Regions from separate parts of the Ovis aries genome. Here region 1 is linked to region 2. A link is a contact called in public Hi-C data. All regions are on one chromosome and are shown on one strand. Each heading gives the region's core, a stretch centred on a gene start, on an enhancer-like site or on the middle of the called end of the contact. The rest is flanking DNA. Distances are from core to core; before and after follow the strand shown. Region 1 overlaps B3GNTL1 (UDP-GlcNAc:betaGal beta-1,3-N-acetylglucosaminyltransferase like 1). Region 2 has its middle 36 kb from the start of PSMD12.

Region 1 (5,362 bases), core at 2,476-4,975, 200 kb before region 2:
CACAGGGGAACATGGCCTGCACCAAGGCTGTGAAAAGGCCCTAAATTTGGGGATAAGGAGCAGCAGATGGCTAACAGGGCAGCAGCCAGGACCCCCAGACGCCAGCTTCCCACGGGGCCGAGAGGAAGGAAAGTCTGGGCAAGGGGCCAGCAGCGCTGCCACACCTCCGGCCACTCCCAGCTCTGCCCGTGAGGACCTTACTTGTGCCGGCTGGGCCCTCAGCAGGCCTCGGCTGCCCCCAGACCTGGGGCTGTCGCCACATGACACCGACTGGCACCACCAGGAAGTTACATGCTACCCTGACGGCCACCCCTCCTTAGCCTTACGGCTCACGTGTCAACCATATTCTTGGGTGGCCTTGACATGCTCACAGCCCAGCACCTGAAACGGCTCCTTCACAAAGCCGACGCCAGGGATCCTGTGTCAGTGGAGGGAGCGCTGACCAGGTGGACCCCCACCCCTGGTCTCCCTGGAACAGGGGCCAAGGGCACTGTGCAGCCTGAGGCTGGCTCTGCCCTGGCTCCCGTGTGGCCCTGCTGGCTGCCAGCCACCCAGCACTGGGTTGGTGATAATGATAAAAAGGACAATGTCAGGAAAAGCCCGTCTGTCATTATTTGAGGAAATTGTTAAACTAACTCCTTTTAATGGGCAACGACAGGGAAGAATTATCCTTTTCATGACATTAAGCTCAAGCTTGCCCCTTGGGGGAACTGCCCTTTAGAGGAACATGAACTTGTCCTCCAGAAATGCCAAGGGTACTCTGTGTCCCTGGGGGTGGCAAAGCTGGGGGACCTCCGATGTGGGGGGCACAGAAGTGCCACCCCTCAAGCTGGGTGTGAGCTCATGGTCCAGCACCCCCGCGGGCCCGGCAGGGGCGGCCTCGGGCTGGCTTCTCCCCTGCCGTGTCTCTACGTCTCTACGGTCTCAAGCTCGGCTTTGCGGAACCCAACCCAAGTCATTCACGCCTGTGCATCCTAGGCAGGTGAGGACGGTGGGTGCCCAGGAGGTGAGCAAGGATCAGGAGTGGTGGAGGGAGGGTGGAGAGACACGTTTGTTCCAGGGGTGCTGCTGGCAGAGATGGGGGCACCCAAGAGCCTCTTGATGAAAGTGAGAGGAGAGTGAAAAAAGAGAGGGAGGGGAAGGGCAACGAGCTGCGTCTGGACTCCCCCTCTAGGACTCCTCAGCGCTGAGGATCTTCTCGGCTCTGTGCTTTGATCTCCAAATTCACATTTCAACCTCCCCCTGGGGGAGGGAAGGAGGAAAGCTTTTTTCTGAATGTGCCACAAAGCTTCCATCCCCAGCGGGCTTTGCAGGTCAGCCCCCACCCCCCACCCCAACCCAACATGGAGAATTCCTTAACACCCAATTTACATGGAATCATTTCAGATTATACTTAATCACCGAGAGCAGAACACCTATAATTTTGGGGGGGTTGCTCCTTCCCAGACATTTCTTAAAGCTTCTTACTTTCTCCGTCTTATCAACCCCCGCCTGCCCCAATCCTATTTGAACAAGACAGAACAGTTTCCAAAGCATTTCGTAATGTTTCTCTCGATCTACAAAGAACAAAGTGAGAGGACTCCGTCCCCACCTGCCACTCCCGGGGCACCTCTCGACCTTCATGCCTCCTACTGAGCGTTGTTGGGGAGGGGCTGGCCATTTCTCGGGGCTGCACTTGCCGCTCCTCACTCTCACCTCTTATCTCTTTCTTTCTCACCTTTTCACCTCTTTCTCCCGTTTTGGTGAACTGGCATCTCCTCCAGGAAACATCTCACCCTGAATGACCTGAACCACACCTGGGGGCATTTTGGCTCCAATCACGGCTCCAACGGAAAGGGCTGCGGACCTCCCCACTGTGGCCTGGCTGTGCCTGTCGTCCTGCTGAAGGTCATCTGACTCAGTCCTGGCACCCCGTGTGGAGACGGTCACCGTGCTGGGGACTCAGACCCATTGCCCATCGGTGCTCCAGCAGGGCCAGCAGGCGGCCTCCTAGCTCTTGGCTTCCTCTCTTCCTTCTCCAATCAAGACCCATGGAAATCAAGTGCAATTCTTAAGCAATTTTATGATGAATTCCCAAGGATTTTTTTTAAATCAAAAGTAGAATTAAAAACAAACAAGAGAAACCAGATTTAAAAAAAAAAAAAAACTTCCTTAAAATGAATGTCCAGAAGATGCCTGACTTTTTACCCTAAATCATTAAACATTTCTTCTTTTAAAGAGACACATATTTGATTCAAGTAGTCTAAAATATAATGACCCCCAAGAGTCAGTTATTGGAAAAAAAGAAATTTGTGGGGTTTTGCACAACAGGGCTAGGAGAAGGGACGCCAACACTCTGGACCCTGCATACTTGGACTTGAGCACATGTTCTCCCAAAGAAGATACACAAATGGCCAATAAACACACAAAAGAGATGCTCAACATCACTGATCATTAGGGAACTACCAATCAGAACCATGAAATACCACCCTATACCTGTGAAAATGGCTAATATAAAAATGCAAACAAAAACTGAAACCAGAAAACAGTAAGTAATGGCGAGGATGTAGAGACACTGGAACTCTCTTATATTGCTGTTGGGAATATAAAACACTGCGGCTGCCATTCTTCAAAATGATAAACATGTAATGATCCTGCAATCCTACTGCTGGGTGTACACCCCAGAGAATCAGGAACAGGGACTGAAACACACACGTAAGGCAACGTTCACAGTAGCATTAGCCACAAGAGCCAAAAGGTGGAAATAACCCAGTGGCCCTCAAAACGATGAATGGACACACAAAATATGATACATGATGGAATATTATTTAGTGACAAAAAGGCATGAAATTGTGACAGACACAGGCACTGCCACCACCCTACACTGCCTGAAAGCAGAATGGGAACAAAACAATAAAAACAGGACAAATTAAAAAAAAGAGCGAAGAAAGTACAAGTTCGGTGGCCACTTCTTTTGGTCCCATCAGAGCAAGGCAATTATTTTCAAAATTCAAAGAGAAGTTGGCTCGTCATGATGGTTTCTTTCAAGCTTTCTTTCACTCCCGCTTCCAACAGCCACCCATGATTTCAGACTAGCAGCCTCCTGCCACCCACAGCTGAGGGGTTGCGTCCTGCCTGTGCCTTAAAACTCACATGAAGCCTTGGACACACCTGAGAATACGCTGGCTTTCCACTGGATCTGAGCCCCCCGGGGAGCTATAGCAAAGGAACTATGAGGACAATCTCCCTGTTTGCTTCAAGGGTCCCTGCCTGCTGTCATTCTCCAGACCAGCCTACATCTGGCTCCAATGAGCAGTTTATCTTCATTCTTTACCTCCAATAAATTGCACATGGACAGCCACTCAACACAGAGCTGACACCCAAGATGGCGTCCTTCTTAACGAGGAGACCAGGCTAAGAATAAATCACATATTCATGGGACCAGGAGTTTCACCAGCACATTCTAGCCAGTACCAGGGTGGGCTTGACTTGGTCCATCACCTTCCTGCTCCCGGGCGGGGGCTGGCTTGATCCAGATCATCCCTTTAGTCAATTAAATGACTCACACACACACACACACACACACACACATACACACACACACACACAAGCTGTGGTGGTCTTTCCTTTCCCCTGGGACTGTCCTATCCATGTTCCGTAGTGACAGAAGTGCAATTGTTATCAGATGACTGTGCACTGTGTGGGCAAAAGCCCCAGCAGAGGGCGCTCGGGCCGCGAGGAGGGAGCTGACCCACGGGCAGCAGCAGCAGCTGCAGACCTCGTGGCTGACCACACACCACCTGGGAACACAAACGCACCTCGCCAGCAAACTGCTCAGAGGCGCCCCATGAGGCGCCCAGTGAGGCTGCACACCCGGCGGGGTGTGGAGCTGCGTCTTGGCTGCTTCTCACAGGTTGAAGGGAAGCAGTCCCCTCCCACCCTCTCCTGCCTCCATCCCTCCGTGCCCCCAAGGAAGAGATGTGGCTAGCTCTGCCTTCAGTTCTCCCACCCCCTGTGCCAGGTGGCTAGACCCTCTCTGCCCTCCTCACCCACAAGGAGGGCCCTGGCCCACCCACCGCCCTCTGTCCAGGAGTCCCAGCGAGTGGCCTTTGTCTCCAGCACGTGGGAAGTCATTTAGTTGGTTTTCAGTGATATTTTTACAAGTACATTCTTCACCTCACCTCTACTTAGTATTTCTCCAGGGATTGCATCCCTCCTCCTGGATCATAAAGTTTGTCTTCAGGGAAGAGCTCTCTTTACTTGAGGAGGGGTGAGTATGTGAAAGAAGAGTTTTTCCTTAGATGACCAGAAGCTGTTATGTGAACAGATGAGGCCAGCACCCTCTGCGGGATGAGACCTGTTTGAGACAACAGGTCTTGCCTGCAACCTCAGGACACATTGCAATGATTTTCTTGGACCTTCGAGGATGACGTTCACTCGGCAAGCAGACACTGGAAGCTCCTGAACTCAAGTGGCGCCTGAAGTGAAGATGGCAGCTGGAAGTCAGGGCCAAACAGCACCCCTGCTCTGACACCCAAGTATGAGTCACAGTCTGTTCCCAAACACGGCAGATTCACAACCAACCAGAGGATCAAACCTCTCCACAGTGGAGCCAAACAGCAACCCCTGCTACACAAAAGCAGCAGCGGTGGCCGTGGTTCCCAGAGGACCAGTGAACTCCTCTGGCTCATGTCTGGGCGAGAAAAGGCAAGTTTTCAAGGGGCAGAAGGACCCTGGCGGGGGAGGGACTTCTGGTCACGAGGCCACTGCAGGTGTCCTGCTGTGAACACAGGTCATGCATGCAGGTGGGGACGGTCCCAGCTGAAGAGAAATATAACAGCCTCTTAGTTCATTAGGACAACGAAGGAACACACACAGGTGAGCGGGATGTAAGCACACAGGTGAGCGGGAGGTGAGCACACAGGTTAAGGGGGAGGTGAGCACACAGGTGAGCGGGAGGTGAGCACACAGGTGAGCGGGAGGTGAGCACACAGGTGAGGGGAGGTGAGCACACAGGTGAGGGGAGGTGAGCACACAGGTGAGGGGGAGGTGAGCACACAGGTGAGGGGAGGTGAGCACACAGGTGAGCGGGAGGTGAGCACACAGGTTAAGGGGGAGGTGAGCACACAGGTTAAGGGGGAGGTGAGCACACAGGTTAAGGGGGAGATGAGCACACAGGTGAGGGGGAGGTGAGCACACAGGTAAGGGGGAGGTGAGCACACAGGTTAAGGGGGAGGTGAGCACACAGGTGTGTGGGAGGTGAGCATCTAGGTGAGGGGAGGTGAGCACACAGGTGAGGGGAGGTGAGCACACAGGTTAAGGGGGAGATGAGCACCTAGGTGAGGGGAGGTGAGCACACAGGTAAGGGGGAGGTGAGCACCTA
Region 2 (5,627 bases), core at 398-2,897:
TAGTGGGACCTGTGGGCCCGCTCAGGTTTCAACTCATGGCCCTTTGTCCCCACTGAGCCTCTTTCTGTCAAAATGCACACACCCAGGGTCCTCTCTCTTAGCAGGATCTTTCATGTTGCACGTGTTAAAATGTCTCTACAAGCTGACCAAGGGCCTGTGACTCAGCATTCCTGCTCCCACACAGGTTTGCAGGGGTGCCAACCGACATTATAAATCCCAGGAGAGGCCAGCAGCTGGCCGGGCCCCATGGCCCCCAAGTCCCGGCTCTGCAGCCCTCCAGCCCTCCTCTCTCATCCTTCGACCTGCCAGAACCATTGGCGTGTCTGATGGCTGTTACTTCTTAAGTTGCTCAGCTCCTTTAGTTAGCTGCTACCAGTGCCCAGCTTGTCTTAATCAGCTATTGATTAAGACACACCCCATGTATCCCCAGGATAGGGTAGTGGGAGGTGAGATGTTCCCCAGGAGGTTGGGTGACGCAGCCAGGGAACAGAACCCGCGTGCTGGGCCTGTGGAGGCGGGATGTGGCCAGCCTCTGAGGGCTGTGGGTGGGTGGGGTGCCTTCTCGAGCTGAGTCACCCGCTGGCACCAGGAAGCCTGGCCGCATGACCTCCAAGCAGAGGCAACTTGGACTTGCTGAATATGAGGAGAGTTACTACTGTTTCCTAGAAGCAACGGGGAGTTGATGAGTTTCACTGAGCATCTCCTTCCTAGAATGGTCACCATCCCGGGGGCACCTCCAGGGTGAGCGGGGACAGGGTCGAGTGAAGTCATGTGAAGGGTGGGGACATCTCCACCTGCAGACACTGGGTGCTCCCTTTGAGCAGAGGAAATGGTTTGGACCCATTTTGCCAATGCATTTGTGAGACAACTTGTCTAAGTATCTTAGACCGAGGAAGAGATGAAGCTTACAGGACCCAGGAACTGCTTGCACACTCGGATACACAGACACACAGACACACAGACACACACACACACACACACACACACACACTGTGAGATACACCCAGACACTCACTCACAGGGAACACATCCACACCTCACACCCCTGCATGCTCAAAGACACCCACCCTGCCAGCCCTGCACACACCCTTGGCCTGATGGACAGGCTGGAGACTGAGGACCCCAGGCTGACCTGAGACTCCAGGGCTTAGAACAGAAGTGGCAAGAACATGCTGACTTTCTGCCTCGGCCCGTTCAGGGACACCATGTGTGCACCCTGGGTTCTGCCCCTGACCTGAGCTTCTACTCTCTCACCCACGAAACAGGCATCAAGGGCTGCCCAGGTTGCTTAAGTGGAACCACCCCTGAAGCATCAAACAGGGAGGGCAGAAAACACGGGGACGAGGTGGAGGGCTTCCCAGAGCTCTGGCCTCTGCGTTGGTTCACCCAGCCCTCCCAGCACTGCAGCCTGACCACTCACCCTGAGTGCACACTCCCTAGCCAGCAGAGGAGCCTCAGCAACCACCTGGGGCTGCAGCAAAGGCTGCAGGGAGTGGGGGGGGGGGGTTCCACGGGGAGGAAGCCCAGCCCGCTGCCCTTCCAGCGCTCCTGCATCGCCACCTGCTGGCCACGAGGAGCCTTGGTGTGCGCCTGGCACAAGCCCTGGGCATTGGCCCAGATTCCCGGAGCCCCCCAGCAGGTTCAAGACAGTGAGTAGGGGTGTAGGCTGGCAAGGCCAGGGACCTGGCCCCCAATTTCTCAAGTCAGGAAGGGCAGAAGCAAAGCTTTGGCGCCAGGAGCTGGGCTCCGTTCCCAGACTTCCTCTTGGAAATGGGCGAGCGCAGGAGGGCTGGACGCTGAGCCACGGTAACTGGCTAAACCTCCCAACCCTGCTCCTGCCCCAATCCTCTGCAGGCCTCAGAGCTGAGGCATCTCCTTGATAAAGCAGGGTTCAGGTAAGGACATAGGCTCCTATGGAATGGGTCAGCTGATTCCTGGACGCATCCAGAGCTCCAAGGACATGGCCTGATCTCTAGTCCAAGAGGTGACCCTTGGCAGGACACCCCAAGTCAGAGAACAGGCGGCAGAGGGTGCGAAAGAATATTTGGAGGAAACTGCTGCAAGTTTTGTGTGGCTTGAGTGTGTACCTCGAACTCCACTCCAGATAGCGCATTGCCTTTTCACCAAGATGCACAATCTCTCTGCCTCTGGGCTTCTGCATTCCCGCTGCCTCTGCTCAGCCACAGCTCCTCCACACCCAGGTGACAGCAGCCCCGCCCTGCCCCCCGCCCCCAACACACTCACACTGGGGGCGTTCCCGGGTCTTGCTCCTTTGTTATTCAGGAGCCTGGTGTCATTCTTTGTAAAAGCTGACTCTTAACTAAATACAACAGTGTTAACAGTTCACCTCAAAAAATACATTAAAGCTTAATTGAACCAGATCTCCAGTCTCCAGGACACTCAGCTACAACTTGGCACTTAGTCAAGTCCATTTCAACTCATTACTTCACCCATCTAGTTTCTCTACCCAGCTCCAGAGAACGGTTTTTTGCCTTACCTGGATTGCTGCTTGGAGTTGAAAAATACCAGATTTCACACCCTGGGGAGGGGCTGGACAGGGGAGGAGAACAGGGATGAGGCCCGGGTGCTCCATCCGTCCAGCAATGTCCAGAGCTGACTCCAGGAGGAAAGCCCACCCCAGGCACAGGCAGGTCAGAGCCAGGTGGGCCAGGTGGATGCCTGTGATGGCTGGTGCGGGCGGCTCTAAGACACTGCATTTCAGACATGTTAACGAGGGGTTAACCAGACACATGCTTCAGACCATCACACTCTCCCTGGGTCTCTGGGCCTCAGAAATACATCAGAGGTCAGACAGGTGGAGACCCAGCTTTGCCTACAAGGTCCAGAAACCCAGGGGGAAACACTTGAGGCCTCATCACTGGGAAGGAGCATGTGTTGGTGACTTTCTGAGTGACACGAAGCACGTTTCCTGCATCACCTTTAAAGTCAGGCTGCTGCTGCTACTGCTGCTAAGTAGCTTCAGTTGTGTCCAACTCTGTTGACCCCATAGACGGCAGCCCACCAGGCTCCCCCATCCCTGGGATTCTCCAGGCAAGAGCACTGGAGTGGGTTGCCATTTCCTTCTCCATGCATGAAAGCAAAAAGTGAAAATGAAGTCGCTCAGTTGTGTCCGACTCTTCGCGACCCCATGGACTGCAGCCCACCAGGCTCCTCCATCCATGGGATTTTCCAGGCAAGAGTACTGGAGTGGGGTGCCATTGCCTTCTCTGTTAAAGTCAGGCACCTGACTCCAAATGATCCTGGCAAAGGATGCAAAACATGGTTTCCCTGTTATGAGAGTGAAAGGGAAGAACCAGGAAGAAGGGAGGGGCAGAGGGGAGACAGGCTGTGAACGCTGTCCTCCTGCAGCCCCTCTGGGAACTGGAGTCGGTGGTGCTACCCAAGGGACCCCAGTGTCACCCCACCAGCTACCCTGTCTGAGATGCTGCTCCTCCTGTCCAAGCAGGCCTCTTGCTCTTCCAGTAGTGCCTATTCAACTAGTGCCACTTCTGGCATCCCCCAGTGTTCCAATATGGTGCCCAACTTTGGGGTTCATGCCTTGAGGCTAACCCTCACCTGTCCCACCACTTCTTTGGCTACACAAGGGAATATACACAACTGTGAACACGACTCTCACTCCCGCCAGGCCCCCACTAGACACTCACGGTTGCCCTCTCGCAACCCTTGTTAAGGACAAATTATTCACTGGACACTTGTTAGAAAGTGCAAGAGACTTTATTCAAGACTCTGGCAAATGTGGGAAGAAACCGACTTCAACTCAGTATAACAAAGCCAGAGTGAAGAGTTACAGCCCTTGGCCAGGTGAGGATGCAAATGCAACTTACTAACAGGAACTCGGATAGCTTCAAGGGTGGGGGATTCTTGGCTGGGACAGGACTCAGCAGGCCCAGGATGAGGCCTGGAGGAGAAGAGGTGCCAGGGAACCAGGCCTGAGTTTGCTCTGTCTCCCCCAACACACAATGTCCCTGTGGAGGGACCCCCCAAGTGGAGGTTGAGGTCAAGAAACAGTTTCAGTTCAGGTCAGTTCAGTCGCTCAGTCATGTCCCACTCTTTGAGACCCCAAGAACTGCAGCACGCCAGGCCTCCCTGTCTATCACCAACTCCTGGAGTTTACCCAAACTCATGTCCATTGAGTTGGTGATACCATCCAACCATCTCATCCTCTGTCGTCCCCTTCTCCTCCTGCCCTCAATCTTTCCCACCATCAGGGTCTTCTCAAATGACTCAGTTCTTCAAATCAGGTGGCCAAAGTATTGGAGTTTCAGCTTCAGCATCAGTCCTTCCAATGAACACCCAGGACTGATCTCCTTTAGGATGGGCTGGTTGGATCTCCTTGCAGTCCAAGGGACTCTCAAGAGTCTTCTCCAACACCACAGCTCAAAAGCATCAATTCTTCGGCGCTCAGCTTTCTTTATAGGAACCTTCCAAGGACAGGAACCACTGTGGTCGACAGATGCAAAGCCAGAGACGGACACCACGTCTAATGAGCCAAAACTCAGAAGGGGAGTCTCCTCCCAAATGTGTCCCTTTGCACTTGAGGCTCTGGTTTTCTTTCCCTCCATCCCAGGCCTGCCTTTCTTTCTCTGCCTCTCACTAGCCCCTGCTCCGACGTTCTGGGGAGTTGTGAGCTGCTCTCTTCCCACCCACTCTCCACTGCTGCGTTCTCTGTCCACCTCCCTTTCCGCGGCCTCCACAGAATTTCTAACCCTGAGCCCCATGCTCCGCCAGGACCAACCACAGCCCAGAACAGATCTGCTGATAAGGCTGTGTGCATCGTACAACATGCTTCTGTGCTGTGTGCCTGCTTCTAAAGGTGACAAGTACAATGCTTTGTCTCTTTTTCTTTCTTGAAATAAAAATCCAAATGACAAAATTAATTTGCCCTTCATGGACTGTGCCCTGCTGGAATCTCTCTACATGTGGCCCCGAGAGGAAGGGTTTCTTGGAGGAGGCTGAGCCCCTGCAGACAGAGGCTCTCAAATAATAGGCAGGGGGATAGTTTCCTGGAGGTCACACCTGAAACTTCCACATCCCAGAGAGTGGCCCAGGAACCTCCCCTCCTCAAAGCCCAGTAGCCAAGTAGAAACTGATGTCCCCTCCTCCCCCTGCCACCACCAGGCCAGTTTTTCCTGCTTGTCCTGTTTGGGGACTCCAGCCAGAAACCCAATAGGCAGAGGGGAGGGGGCGAGGAGAGGAGGAGAGGCAAACAAGAGATCCCAGACTCTGCACCGTGCTGGGAGAAGGTGGGGGGCAGGGCATATAAGAGCCTGATGGCGCTGCAGTAAGCCCCTAAACACTTCCTCACCTGGTCTCAGGACCTTGCTCATGGCACCTCTTCGGGGTCCTGTGCAGGAGGTACCTACCCCCACCTTTGGAAGCTGGGTGCCCCTGGGCTCACCTCCTTGGGTGGTCTCTCCCCCCATACTTCCTGCTGTCTTCCCGCAGAGCTCCTCTTCTCCCCAGCTCCAGCTGCTTCCTCTGTTGAAGACTCTGAGGTCACCTCTCACATGTCACATCCAAAGAAGAGCCCTCCATTCAATCCTGAAACCTGGGGCTTCCCATTCAGTAAGAGGCCATGTTATTCTAAATGCTCAGGCCAAATCGCA

The links. A called contact is a pair of places that touch in the nucleus more often than the background predicts.
Region 1: a Hi-C map of liver shows a contact between it and region 2, with 7 times the contacts expected there. The contact joins two enhancer-like sites. A contact is called at or near these places in 15 of 16 Hi-C or Micro-C datasets (blood, hypothalamus, liver and 7 more).

The regions. Positions count from the first base shown.
Region 1 is chr11:49,421,259-49,426,620 of ARS-UI_Ramb_v3.0, reverse strand. All of the region lies in intron 6 of B3GNTL1 (UDP-GlcNAc:betaGal beta-1,3-N-acetylglucosaminyltransferase like 1), which reads right to left. Among named protein-coding and RNA genes, the nearest start is that of B3GNTL1, 71 kb to the right of the region's middle. Within about 2 kb of position 3,725, at least 17 of the 54 cell types and tissues checked have an H3K27ac peak or open chromatin away from gene starts, as enhancers often do. A contact at or near this core is called in liver, where this site is marked.
Region 2 is chr11:49,223,146-49,228,772 of ARS-UI_Ramb_v3.0, reverse strand. No RefSeq gene overlaps it. Among named protein-coding and RNA genes, the nearest start is that of PSMD12, 36 kb to the right of the region's middle. Within about 2 kb of position 1,647, at least 18 of the 54 cell types and tissues checked have an H3K27ac peak or open chromatin away from gene starts, as enhancers often do. A contact at or near this core is called in liver, where this site is marked.